Linked DNA regions of Mus musculus: region 1 is linked to region 2. A link is a contact called in public promoter capture Hi-C data. All regions are on one chromosome and are shown on one strand. The core of a region is the stretch at or near the end of the contact, and the rest is flanking DNA. Distances in the headings are between cores, read along the strand shown. Region 1 holds the start of Trim26 (tripartite motif-containing 26). Region 2 overlaps Gabbr1 (gamma-aminobutyric acid (GABA) B receptor, 1).

Region 1 (5,513 bases), core at 2,774-5,273, 230 kb after region 2:
GTACACTCTGTTCTCTCAGACACAGCTTGGCCTTGGATAAAACTGCCCCCCCATCTCTGCTCCTTCCCAGTTAGTTCTGTCTTTCCATGATAACACTCTCACACTGCTTTATAACTGCCTTTATTTTCTGGTTTGGTGGATGGGTATTCTCAGAATGCTAAAACAAGAGTCAGACCTCAGTGATCTTTTTTATCTCCAGCAGTTGGCCCAAATCACGGAATCGCGACTATAAAATACCACTCCCGGATTCGGAGCCCTGATGGCTTCTCTGCCCCCAATTTTCACAGCACCCTCAGATCCCAGCTTCATAAACCGCCTAAGTGGCAGGATCTGGGCATTAGACATTTTTTTCTGCCACACCCACACAGATTTCCTTCCCTCACCCACTCGGGGAAGGTCAGTATTCTAATAGCCCATTTCCATCAATCTGGCCATTTTTTTTTTTTTTTTTTTTTTTTTTGGTGTTTTCGAGGCAGGGTTTCTCTGTGTAGCCCTGGCTGTCCTGGAACTCACTTTGTAGACCAGGCTGGCCTCAACTCAGAAATCCGCCTGCCTCTGCCTCCCGAGTGCTGGGATTAAAGGCATGTGCCACCACACCCCTGGCTCTCCTATCCCATTTTAAATGCCAATCTTAAGCTAAGCCTTTGTTTGCTACAAATGTCTCCCCGTGTATTTTCCATTGTGATCCTGGGAGCTGGATTTCCCCCCCCCCCCATCCCCCTCGCAGAAGCATTCACTTAAAAGGTTTTACCTGAGGTTTTCGGAGTTCTGCAGTAACAGATGCAGTCTCAGTCCTGCTTGTGATTCTCTTGTAGCAACTAACAAGTCATTCCCCACCTTTGTACTTCAGTTTCCTTACCAATCCCCCTGCATCTTCTTTCTCCTCTCTGAGACAGGGTCTCACTATGCGACTATGGCTGGCTTGCTACTCTCTATGTATATCAAAGGGGCCTCAAACTCACAAACATCTGCCTGCCTCTGCCTTTCAGGTGCTGAGAGTATAGGCAATCACCACTTCGTCTGGCAAGACCCTTTCCTTTCCTCTTCCTCCCCCCCTCCTTCTCAAGTCTTTAGATTTATTTTGTGGGTGCAGGTGTTTTCTCACCACATGCATGCAGTGCCTGCAGAGTTCAGAGGAGGGTGTTAGATATCCTGGACCTGGAGTTATATATAGATGGTTACGAGCCATGTGGGTACTGAAAACTGAACCTAGGTCTTCTCAAAGAACAAGAAATCCTGTTAACCATGGAGCCAACTCCCCAGACCCAGATTTTCTTATCTCTTAGCAAAGGAAATTGTTTGGCCAAGTTGTCTGAAGTTTGGAAGGTCACGTATACACGAGTGTTTACTCAAAAGGCATCATTAAAAGAGGAGAGACATGGAGGCAATCAGCTTTCAATACTCAAAGCTGCACTGATTTCAGCAGCAACAACAACAACAACAACAAAAGCACTATTGGACTGTAATCCAATCTTGCAAGTATCAATACCTGCAAGTCCATACTGATATAAAGAGATGAACAAATTAATGAAGTGGACACATTTCCCACAGGGAATAATTTAAAATCCGTAACTCCCTAATTCCTTAGATGAACAAAGTGACTTCCTTCCCAGTAATACTGTATGCAAAGGGAAAAAACTGCAATGCAAAACTTGACAATGTAGAAAACCAGCAAACACTCAGCTGGGTGAGGAGGGCTGCACCTAAATCTTGACATGAAATCCTTACTAAGCTGTGCTGAATATGGCAACTTAACTGTATTCTTTAACACACAAACCCAATCTTAAGAGTGGCTCTCAGAGTATGAACTACCAACCAAAGAACATACACACGGGCTGGACCTAGGCCTCCTCCCTCATATGTAGCAGCAGATGTGCAGCTTCATGTGGGTCCTAATCAACTGGAGCTGGGGCTATCCCAAAAGCCCACGTGTAGGATCTGTTCTAGCTAGGCTGCCTTGCCGGCCTCAGTGAAAGAGGAAGCACCCGGCCTCTCAGAGACTTAAAATGTTGGGGGTTGGAGGGGACACCCAGAGTCATCGCCTACCCCAGAGGAGAAGGGAAGGAGGGATAGGGGAAGGACTGTGGGAGGGGGTGACCTGGAAGGGGGCAGTGAACAGGATGTAAAGTGAATAAGAAAAATAAATAAAAAAAAATAGTAAGATATACCATACAAACACACATCCAAGTGTTTATATCAGAATATGCTTCAAAAGTCCACGTGAAAAAGGCTTGTTCTGCTGGGCGTGGTGGCGCACGCCTTTAATCCCAGCACTCAGGAGGCAGAGGCAGGCGGATTTCTGAGTTCGAGGCCAGCCTGGTCTACAGAGGCTTGTTCCTTGCATCAGCACTACTGAAAACCAATTCAGACCTTACGAGGTGTACCACTTTAGGACACTGAGATAGCATCATAGAAGGGGGCTGTGGCATGCTGATGTATCTCTTTCTCCTCTCTTCCTGCCTATTACATGAGTGGTTTTGTTCTTCTGCGCACTGCTCTCTCTGTGCCTGCTGCCTCATGGTAGGCCCAGATCAACAGGTACCAATGGGTCATATGCTGCAACTTCTAAGCCTGTGAACCAAAATCAACCTTTCTCCTCGTGTGTTCATTATCTGAGGTATCCATTACATAAGTGTCTCTGAAAACTCTGAAACCAAATCTAAAAACCAATGCAGTGCAGCAACCTGGGTGAGAATATGGAGGGATAAGGTGAAAAGGAAAAGGTGAATAAATATAGTGTGTGGACTTTGGCCAATAATAATGTGTTATTTGTCAATGAAAGGAAATCAGTTGGGAGTTATAGACACTTCACACACTGTTTTCTCAATTTTTTCTGTAAATGTACAACTGTTCTAAAAAAAATTAAGTGTATTCAAAAGTGTGGGCAGATGCCTGTAATCTCTGTAATCGAAGCACTCGAGGCAGGAGGCTAACCTGGGCTGCCATGGTCAGTTTCAGACCATTTTGGATACATGGAGACACCCTGTCGTTGTCATCACCATCGTCATCATTATCAAATTTAAAAGTTGCAGTTTTAAAGGCATTAATGAAAGCTTTCTTTTAGAAAAATATGGGTTTGTTTGTTTGTTTGTTTTAACTTGGGAGGAATACTCTAGGCATCATGAATCCATCTCACTAACAAGGGGTTCAGGCATGCATGAACGAGCGCATGTCATTCTTCCCTTCTTTGAAACACACACAAATGGTTGTGTTGTCAAAATCTGGAATGTACGGGGAATTGTTAAGTGTCTCCTCCTATTCACTTCCCAAAGTTAAATTCATACATTTCTTTTCTTTTCTTTTTTTTTTTTTTGGGTGGGGGTGGGGGTGGGGGTCAAGACAGGGGCTCTCTTTGTAGCCCTGGTTATCCTAGAATTCATTTAGTCTGTAAACCAGACTGGCCTCTAACTCCCAAGCACTGGGTGTAAAGGCGTGCACCAGTCCACAGCCAGGTTTATACTTTCTTTTCCTAAGCTAATTAGGTAGTAAAATCATCAGTGATAACGAACGCACAGCTCTTGGTACAACTAGCTAAACCAGTTTACTCTGAGGATAAATAAATAAAAAAAAAATAAACAGATACATAAATATAAGACCTGCTTCTGGTCATGCAGGGCTCCAAGCCACCAGGTGGAACGTCATCCGGGTCCCGCTCACTTCTGGCTCTGGGGACTGGAAGAGACTGAAGTAAGTCTGGGTTGGACCTGAGGAGGAAGGAACACGGCGAGCTCAGGGCGAAAGGCCCAAAGGCGAGCCGGGGACGCGGCGCTCACGCGAGCTCGCCGTCCCGCGCGCCCGGGCCTGGTTAGCCCTGCCCAGGGCCCGCGGCCGCCTTCGCTGTCCCCACCCGGGTCGCACGGCGGCCGCTCCTCCGCGTCTCCTCACCAGTGCAAACCGCACTCACCCGCGCCGCTCTCCGGGCCGGGTCACTCCTCTCCCTGGAGCTGCTCCGCGGGGTAGGTCCTGAGCAAGCAGCCGGCACCACAGTCTCCCCGCCCAGCAGTCTCCGGGAGCTCCGGGCCCTCCGCCGAGATTTCTCTGGGACCAGCCCTGGGATTGGCTCTTGCCAAACTCCATCCTCCAATGGGAACTTCAGGATTCTTGACGTCACTGATCACTGGGCAAATCCCCAGGCAGCGGCCAAAGAGGTGAAGCGGCCGGGCCCGAGAAAAGGAAAGTGAAATCGGAAGCGGCCAGTGCGTCACGGTTGTCTTCCAGCTGCTGAGGTCGCGCGAGGCCTCGTGTAGGTTAGGGTGCTGAAGCCCCCATAGCTTTCGAGACCCCATTTCTGATTCCCTGCGGTTAGGGGTGGGCTGGGGTGTCTGCAAGGGCTGGGTTTTAGATGGGGTTTCCTCCTCAGGGCCTGCCTCTAACTAAGATCAGACCAGTCTATCAAGTTTTTCCAAGATCCATCACAAATATCATTTTCGAAGCTCCTGGCTAGGATGAACCATTTTTGACAACTAGCCTTCCTTACACAAGGCAGGTGCTGTTCCTGCTGTACAGAACAAAGTAAACACACATACACATTCCACACTCCACCCCACACCACAGTGATAGTTCAGTGGGTAAAGATGCTTGCCACCAAATCAGATGACTGGCTTTCAAATCCCATATCCCCCACATGATGGGACATGAGAACATCTATTCTGGTTGTCCTCTAAGCTCCACAAGCACATGCACTCTCCACCTACGCTAAATAAATAAATGCAAAACATTTAAAGATCCTGGCGCTAGGGAAACCGAGGCATTAGAGTTCAATACCAGCCTGGGCTACGAAGGGGGAATTTGTTGAAAACTGAGAAAAACTACAGAACCTGCAATATCTGGTACTGAGGCCCTCTACAGGAGCTTTGAGAGCCTCCTGCAGCTCCACAGCCAAGGACTCGACCACGCCCACTAGCCTGAAAGCCCTTTTTGCACACAGCTTTCTGCTCTGCAGGAAATCCACAGTTCCTGCTACTTCCAAAGAAGTAGTCCGAGCTGCAGGAGGGCTCCGAGTCCTAAGTCCTAACATTTCACCAACATATGGGGAGTGCTTTTGAGTTTCCTGTGAGCTGTTGTAGGGGGTGGAGCGGAGTTCTGGATGCCTGTGCTCTGGACTTTGATCTCAGCACACCCTAAAATCACTAGATACCTGCTCTTTCAGTTGATATTGGGGGTGGGAGCTTTGTTTTGTTTTGTTTAGAGACAGAGTCTCACTATGTAGCTCTGGCTGTCCTGGAACTCGCTCTGTAGACCAGGCTGCCCATATTCAGTACCGGTTCTTCCCACTCTGCCTGCGTTTCCCTTATATCTACAATAAAAATCTTCTCCATACTTAAGGAATAGTCACAGGGAGTACCTCAACGATGGTCAGAGCCAAGGAATGCTGCCAAAAAAAAAAAAAATCATATTACACAACAGAGCTCATGAAAAAGATTTATTGGAAGTGGAGTGAGAAGCAGGGCAGGCTGTGATGGTGCAGGCTTTATAATATGGGGTATGGAACATGCATATAGTGAAAATGCAGG
Region 2 (5,451 bases), core at 1,655-4,154:
ATGAGCCTGGCTGACATAATGAGTTCAAGCGCAACTTGAGCTATAGGATGAAGCCTTGATTCAGAAAAAAGTGTGTGGGGAGGGAAAACCCACCAAAAACCAAGATAAAAGCTGGAGAGACGGCACAGGGCATAAAGGTTCTTGCTACCAAGCCTGATGATCTGAGTTCAACTCCCAGGACCCACAGGGTGGTAGGAGAGGCCTCTTTTGAGTTGTCCCCTGACCTCCACATGTACACAAACAAATGTACAAAACGTGAGGGGAAAACAAAACAAAACAAAAAAAGCCCCAAAGAGCCAATAAAAACAGCATGAAATTCTATCTTCTGCCCTGCAATTAGGCAGCTACTGTTCTGATAGGGACCTGAAGACCCTGGTTCTAACATATCAAGGTTGGATGACAGCTTCCATTTCTCTCAGCTTCTGTTGCCTTTAAGTCCCACCCACTGAAGCAGAGCACTATTAAAAAAGAAGGTAACCCCTGGCCTGCTCCAGCTTCACCCACTCACCTCTCCTCCCTTCTTGGGGGCTATGCTCACTCCCAATCCCTGCCCTAACCCCACCTTCCATTTCCACCTAAAAGCACCTTTCCTCATTCAGATGTCTGACAATGACTATTCGAAAGCACCGAAGAAGAACTCACCGATCCACTTGTCTGTTTTGGACCAGGAAAGATCATCCTTGGTGCTGTCGTAGTAGCCGATCTTCTTGTAGCTGCCGCCTGAGCAGAGGACAGGAGTTGCCGTGGGTAAGGAGAAGACATTCTCAAGCTTCCATTACCCTCAAGGTTGCTCTCCGTGGTTGCATATAATAGTATATAATAAGCAACTCAAGGATGCTGTAAGGACCCAAGTCACCTGGGTAGGCAACCTAAATCCACAGCAACACAAGGTGATTCCCAAGGCAGTAAGTATACATGAATAAGCAGTGCATGTGTATGGATAAATAAATATGTATGTGTGTATATATGAATAAGTAATATAACCCTTAAGCATGTGAGGCTCCACAGTGGAAGGCACCGTGGCGCGTCTACCACATCTTCTACTGCCTCACACCTCTCCCAGCAACACGTCTCTCGCTTCCAAAGCTTTAAACAATTTCTGCCTGTTCTCCCTCTTATGATGGACAGATTGCAGGATCCGCCCCCCCCACCCCCACCCCCTGTGGCTTTAATTTTAGAACCCTCTCTCCCTTTGGCTTGGGTTCTAATGCCTTGGAGAAGATACATCTGCCTCTTAAAGTACAAGGCAGTAAAAGGCAGTCACTCCTAAGGTGTCTCTTTGCAGAATGGCCACAGTTAATACAACTTTCCTTCCAAACGCCATCTCACACCCACTTCGCCCTGGCTGAAGTCCAGCCTCACTTGTCCCATATACAAAGAGAGCTGAGAGGATTTGGTGGCAGACGTTGGTGGGGGGAGGGAGGGAGGGAGAAAGAAACTTTTCCCAGAGGCTAAGAAATGGGTCTCTTGGCCACACCCACAAGAGGCTAAGTCAGGTGGAACGGAAGGATTAACTCACAGTAGGTCTGCAGACTCCTCAGAACTAAGTTACAGGGAACGCTATCTAGAAAGGCCAGTAGGACTGGAATGCTGTTCTCACATAGCAAGGAACTGAGTGAATTCCTTTTAAAAGAAGCCAGCTTTCCTTGATCTTTTTGGACACACTTTTTGGACAGCTCTTCACCTTTCAACCCAGCCTCAGGCAGGCAACTTCTGGGACTAAAACTAAAGCCACTGGGAAGAAAGAACAGCTGCTTTTTTTTTTTTTTTAACCTGTATGCCCCTTTGAAAGAACAGAATCACTGCAAAGATCCTACCCATGTTCTTTTTATCAGTATTTAAAAGCCTGACGAACACAATGCAATGTAGGCAAAATGTACCTGGCAATCTGTGGAGGCTGATCAATGTTCTTCCAAGAGAGCCCTCAGCCCAGTCCCTGCCCAGCCCTGCCTGCCCCTCCCTGAGCCCCCTCACACCCGGGCTCACCCTGTAGCTGCTCGATAAGCGTCCATGCCATCCGGGAGCCGCTGGCATCAAAGACCACGTGGCCCTGAGGAGAAACATGTGGAGGAAGGCAGAGGGGATAAAAGCAGGAGGAAAAGAGAACATCAGGGACTCCGAAACCTTCTGTTTTTGATGTAATTGAGCTTCTGAATGAAGGCTATTTATGGCATCCGTCCGCTGCATGTAGGACACACCCCAGATGCACATACCCTAGATTCTGGAAACAGTATTCTTTGGAGAAGAAGCTTCCTTCATCTTAAGATCTGAATTAGAGAGTCCCCCCGAGAGAGGATCAGGAGCAATCACCAAACCCTACTGGGCACTAATTTCCTTACTTTAAAAGGAATGAGGAGATGAATTCTCAAGTCGTTCTCTTTTTTTAAACTGTAAACACCTTGACCAGCTTGAAAAGCACTAGAATAGAGCAATTCTTTTCACTGCCATATTTTGTATGGCTTTCTGGTTTGGGGGGGTCCCACCTCCATAGTCTAAGACGGCTTTACTGATTCTGACAGAAAGATAACTGAGAAAATGTATCTAGGGACCTTCCAGGCATCTCCCTTTTCATGGGGTGCACAACAGAAGCTGCTGTAACTCACAGAAACACCCTCAAAGGAGGAGGAGTTCATGGCCCGGTAGATTTGGTCTGTAATGGTCTGGTTGTTGTAGTTAAAGTCCTCCAGGCGCACTCCTGAACGGCCACCTCCTCCAGAGGTCTTGTTCAAGGCCAAAGCCAAGGCCCAGATAGCATCATAGGCCAGTGGTGCCTCCTGGAAGCCTCCAGTCTCCTCAGGGTGTCTTTTCAGCCGCTTGGTTAGTTTCTCCACAAATTCCTGTGATGTCTGGAGGGAAGAACAAGAGGAGAGAGCATTGAAATGTGCGTGGGCGCAGGGGGAGAGGCCTCAGTTCTGGCTCAGACACTGTGACTCGAGCGGATGGTTTGTGTTCGTGTTGTGGGGTAGACCATATGTACAGACAAAATCGTTAGCTATACCCATGTGTCTATCTTGGGTTGGAAGCTACAAGACTAAAAGCGGGGATTAGCTGAGTCCAATGGTCTTAAGAGTGTACAGCTGCTAGCTCAGAACTACAAACAACAGAGAAATCTGATGAATAAACACTCTGGGAAATGAATGGCAAACGAGCGAAGCAAAGACCCAGCCAAGGAAGAGATGGATATTGCAGGCAGCTGGCATTCTCCCAACCCTCAGGCTCTTACAGCAGAGGTGACCCAGGAGCTAACAACTCCTCCAATTTTGAAAGATCCAGAAAAGGCGACACCACAGCCTTTTGCACTCTGCCTGCGAACCAGGAGGATTGTTCTTTAGGGAGCTAACTTCTCGCTAGTCTGATATGACTTCTGTTGGCTGCCTCCTTGGACTGGCGACAGCCACAGGAAGCAGTCTTCACATGGTACAGGTCCAGATTCAGTCCTATTCACACCCCTTTTTGCACTCAACCTTTTTTCTAAGGAACCTAAAAAGAACGGCAATCCCTTTAACTTTCATGGATGAAGAGAACTGGCCGTATAGCTTACAATAGCTCTGCTTGGCTTTCTTACTTATGGGTGAATGAATTCCTGAACCTCTCAGAATTGCCTTCCACATAACAGAGAACATCATACCTTCCCTTCCTGACCAGATAGGAAAACATTTAAATTTGTCTTGGCAGAGCACTTGTATGACACAGAGTCACTGCACAGATAATTGGTCGGGTTTAGAACGTTCACAGGCACACTCTAACAAAGCAGAGATGATACACGAATGAAGAATCTTTGTTCCTGGCCAGTGAGATGATTCAGCATGTAAAAGCACCTACTTACTGCCAAGCCTGAGTTGGATTTCTGGTACACACATAGTGGAGGGAGAGAACCAACACCCAAAGGTTAACTTCTGACCTTCACATATGCACCTTGGTGTGAACACATACATAAAATAAATGGATAAAATGAAATTTTAAAAAATCTTTAAACCTTGTTCCCATGCCCTAAAGACATTTATTTTTCTGTCTAATTTTCTAGAAATAGCTTGGGCCTTGAAACACAAAGGTCTGGGCTCAACTACACTAGAACAGAAAGAAGCTCCATTCCTCTCTTGAGGACTGGTACCTATCGTTGAGCACAGCTCAAAGTGGACATACTATAAATGCCCCTGGAAATCTGTAATTCACATGGCACTGCAAAGGTAGACACACGCCACGTGTACCCCTGGAATGCAAAACTCTAACAGCTGGTCCTAATATAAGCCACAAGCTTTGAGTGACAACAGCTGGTTGATAAAGATCATCAACATTCACAAGTATACTCCTGTGGCGGTGTAACCTGATAATGGAGAAGGTGTGCATGGGGAAGTATGGGAACTCCGGGCCTTCTTTTCAATTTTTCTGTGAACCTAAAACAATAACATCTCCAAGTAAAAAGAAAGTCTGGTTGGATAAGTAGATGAATGGGTTCTAACTCTAATTAAACCACTTACCTACTAAGAAATCTCAAGCAAGTTATTAAATCTCACTAAACTGAGTATTCAGCTTGAAAATGGGAATAATACTGTGTTAAAGTGCTCCAGCAAGGATTAAGTAAGAACACATAAAACACTGCGTATGAAGTATATTACATTCTCTCTCTACGAGTCTCCCTGGTTGCACCCTTGTCTTTGTTCCCAATGCTCAGGCCTGTAATTCTGACCCCAAACCTTACATCTTGTAGGTCCCATTTACTCAAACACATTGTGGCTATATATGACCACTGATCTCAAATTCAATGGAAGAACAGTAGCAGCATAACCAAGCTACTTATGAAGCTAAAGGGGGTGTGGGGGTGTGAGTCTGAGTCTGTAGGTTCAAGATCAACCTGGTCAAGACAGTAAGACCAAACTCAGAGAGAAGGGTTGGGGTGGGGGTAGTCCATAATGGTGCACACCTATAATCTCAAACCCAGGAGGTAGACAAAAACAATAAATAGAATTTCAAATTTGAGACAATTATGGTGTACATAGCTAAGCTCAAGGCTAACCAAAGCTACATAGTAAGACTCTCATCTCAAAACAAAACAAAACAAAACAGAAAGGCAGGTAGGTTGGAGATAGTTCAATGGTCCAGAGTGCAGAAGCTACTGTAAAGAGCCCTTGAAACTCCAGTTCCATGGGATCCGATATCTCTCACCTCCACTGGCACCTCCATATACATAGTTGCACATGCTTAAAAATACGTGAAATGAAAACCAAGACAAAAAAGAAAAAAAACCACAAAAGACACAAAACTTAGCTCACTTTTTTTTCTCATACTCCCAGTGTCCAGTGAATAAGACTCCAAGTAAATACATATCAAATCAGGAAATCCTCTTAAGCTGTTTGTTCTAATGTTTCATTAATACCATCCCTCTATACAGGAGGAGAGAAAAGAGGTTGATGGTGGTGGTGGTGGTGGTGGTGGTGGTGGTGGTGGTGATAC

What was found. Promoter capture Hi-C pulls out the DNA fragments that hold promoters and counts their contacts.
Region 1: a promoter capture Hi-C map of hippocampal neurons shows a contact between it and region 2, with 2.0 times the contacts expected there. The contact joins the promoter of Trim26 here to the enhancer-like site in region 2. A contact is called at or near these places in 15 of 39 promoter capture datasets (the 3T3-L1 cell line, 3T3-L1-derived adipocytes, the HPC-7 cell line and 11 more), 24 of 484 Hi-C or Micro-C datasets (CD8 T cells, the G1E-ER4 cell line, brown adipocytes and 16 more), 15 of 115 datasets of contacts at active chromatin or transcription factors (T-cell acute lymphoblastic leukemia, acute myeloid leukemia, bone marrow-derived macrophages and 6 more) and 4 of 9 other capture datasets (adipose tissue, embryonic stem cells, liver and 1 more).

The regions. Positions count from the first base shown.
Region 1 is chr17:36,835,656-36,841,168 of GRCm38.p6, reverse strand. Trim26 (tripartite motif-containing 26) reads right to left here and starts at 4,023. Exons shown (of 10, transcript NM_001025599.3): 1 at 3,905-4,023; 2 at 3,597-3,704.
Region 2 is chr17:37,059,929-37,065,379 of GRCm38.p6, reverse strand. Gabbr1 (gamma-aminobutyric acid (GABA) B receptor, 1) reads right to left here. Exons shown (of 23, transcript NM_019439.3): 12 at 2,604-2,846; 13 at 1,987-2,050; 14 at 643-720. Among named protein-coding and RNA genes, the nearest start is that of Gabbr1, 17 kb to the right of the region's middle. Within about 2 kb of position 2,904, at least 50 of the 459 cell types and tissues checked have an H3K27ac peak or open chromatin away from gene starts, as enhancers often do. A contact at or near this core is called in cerebral cortex, differentiating embryonic stem cells, embryonic fibroblasts and 3 more, where this site is marked.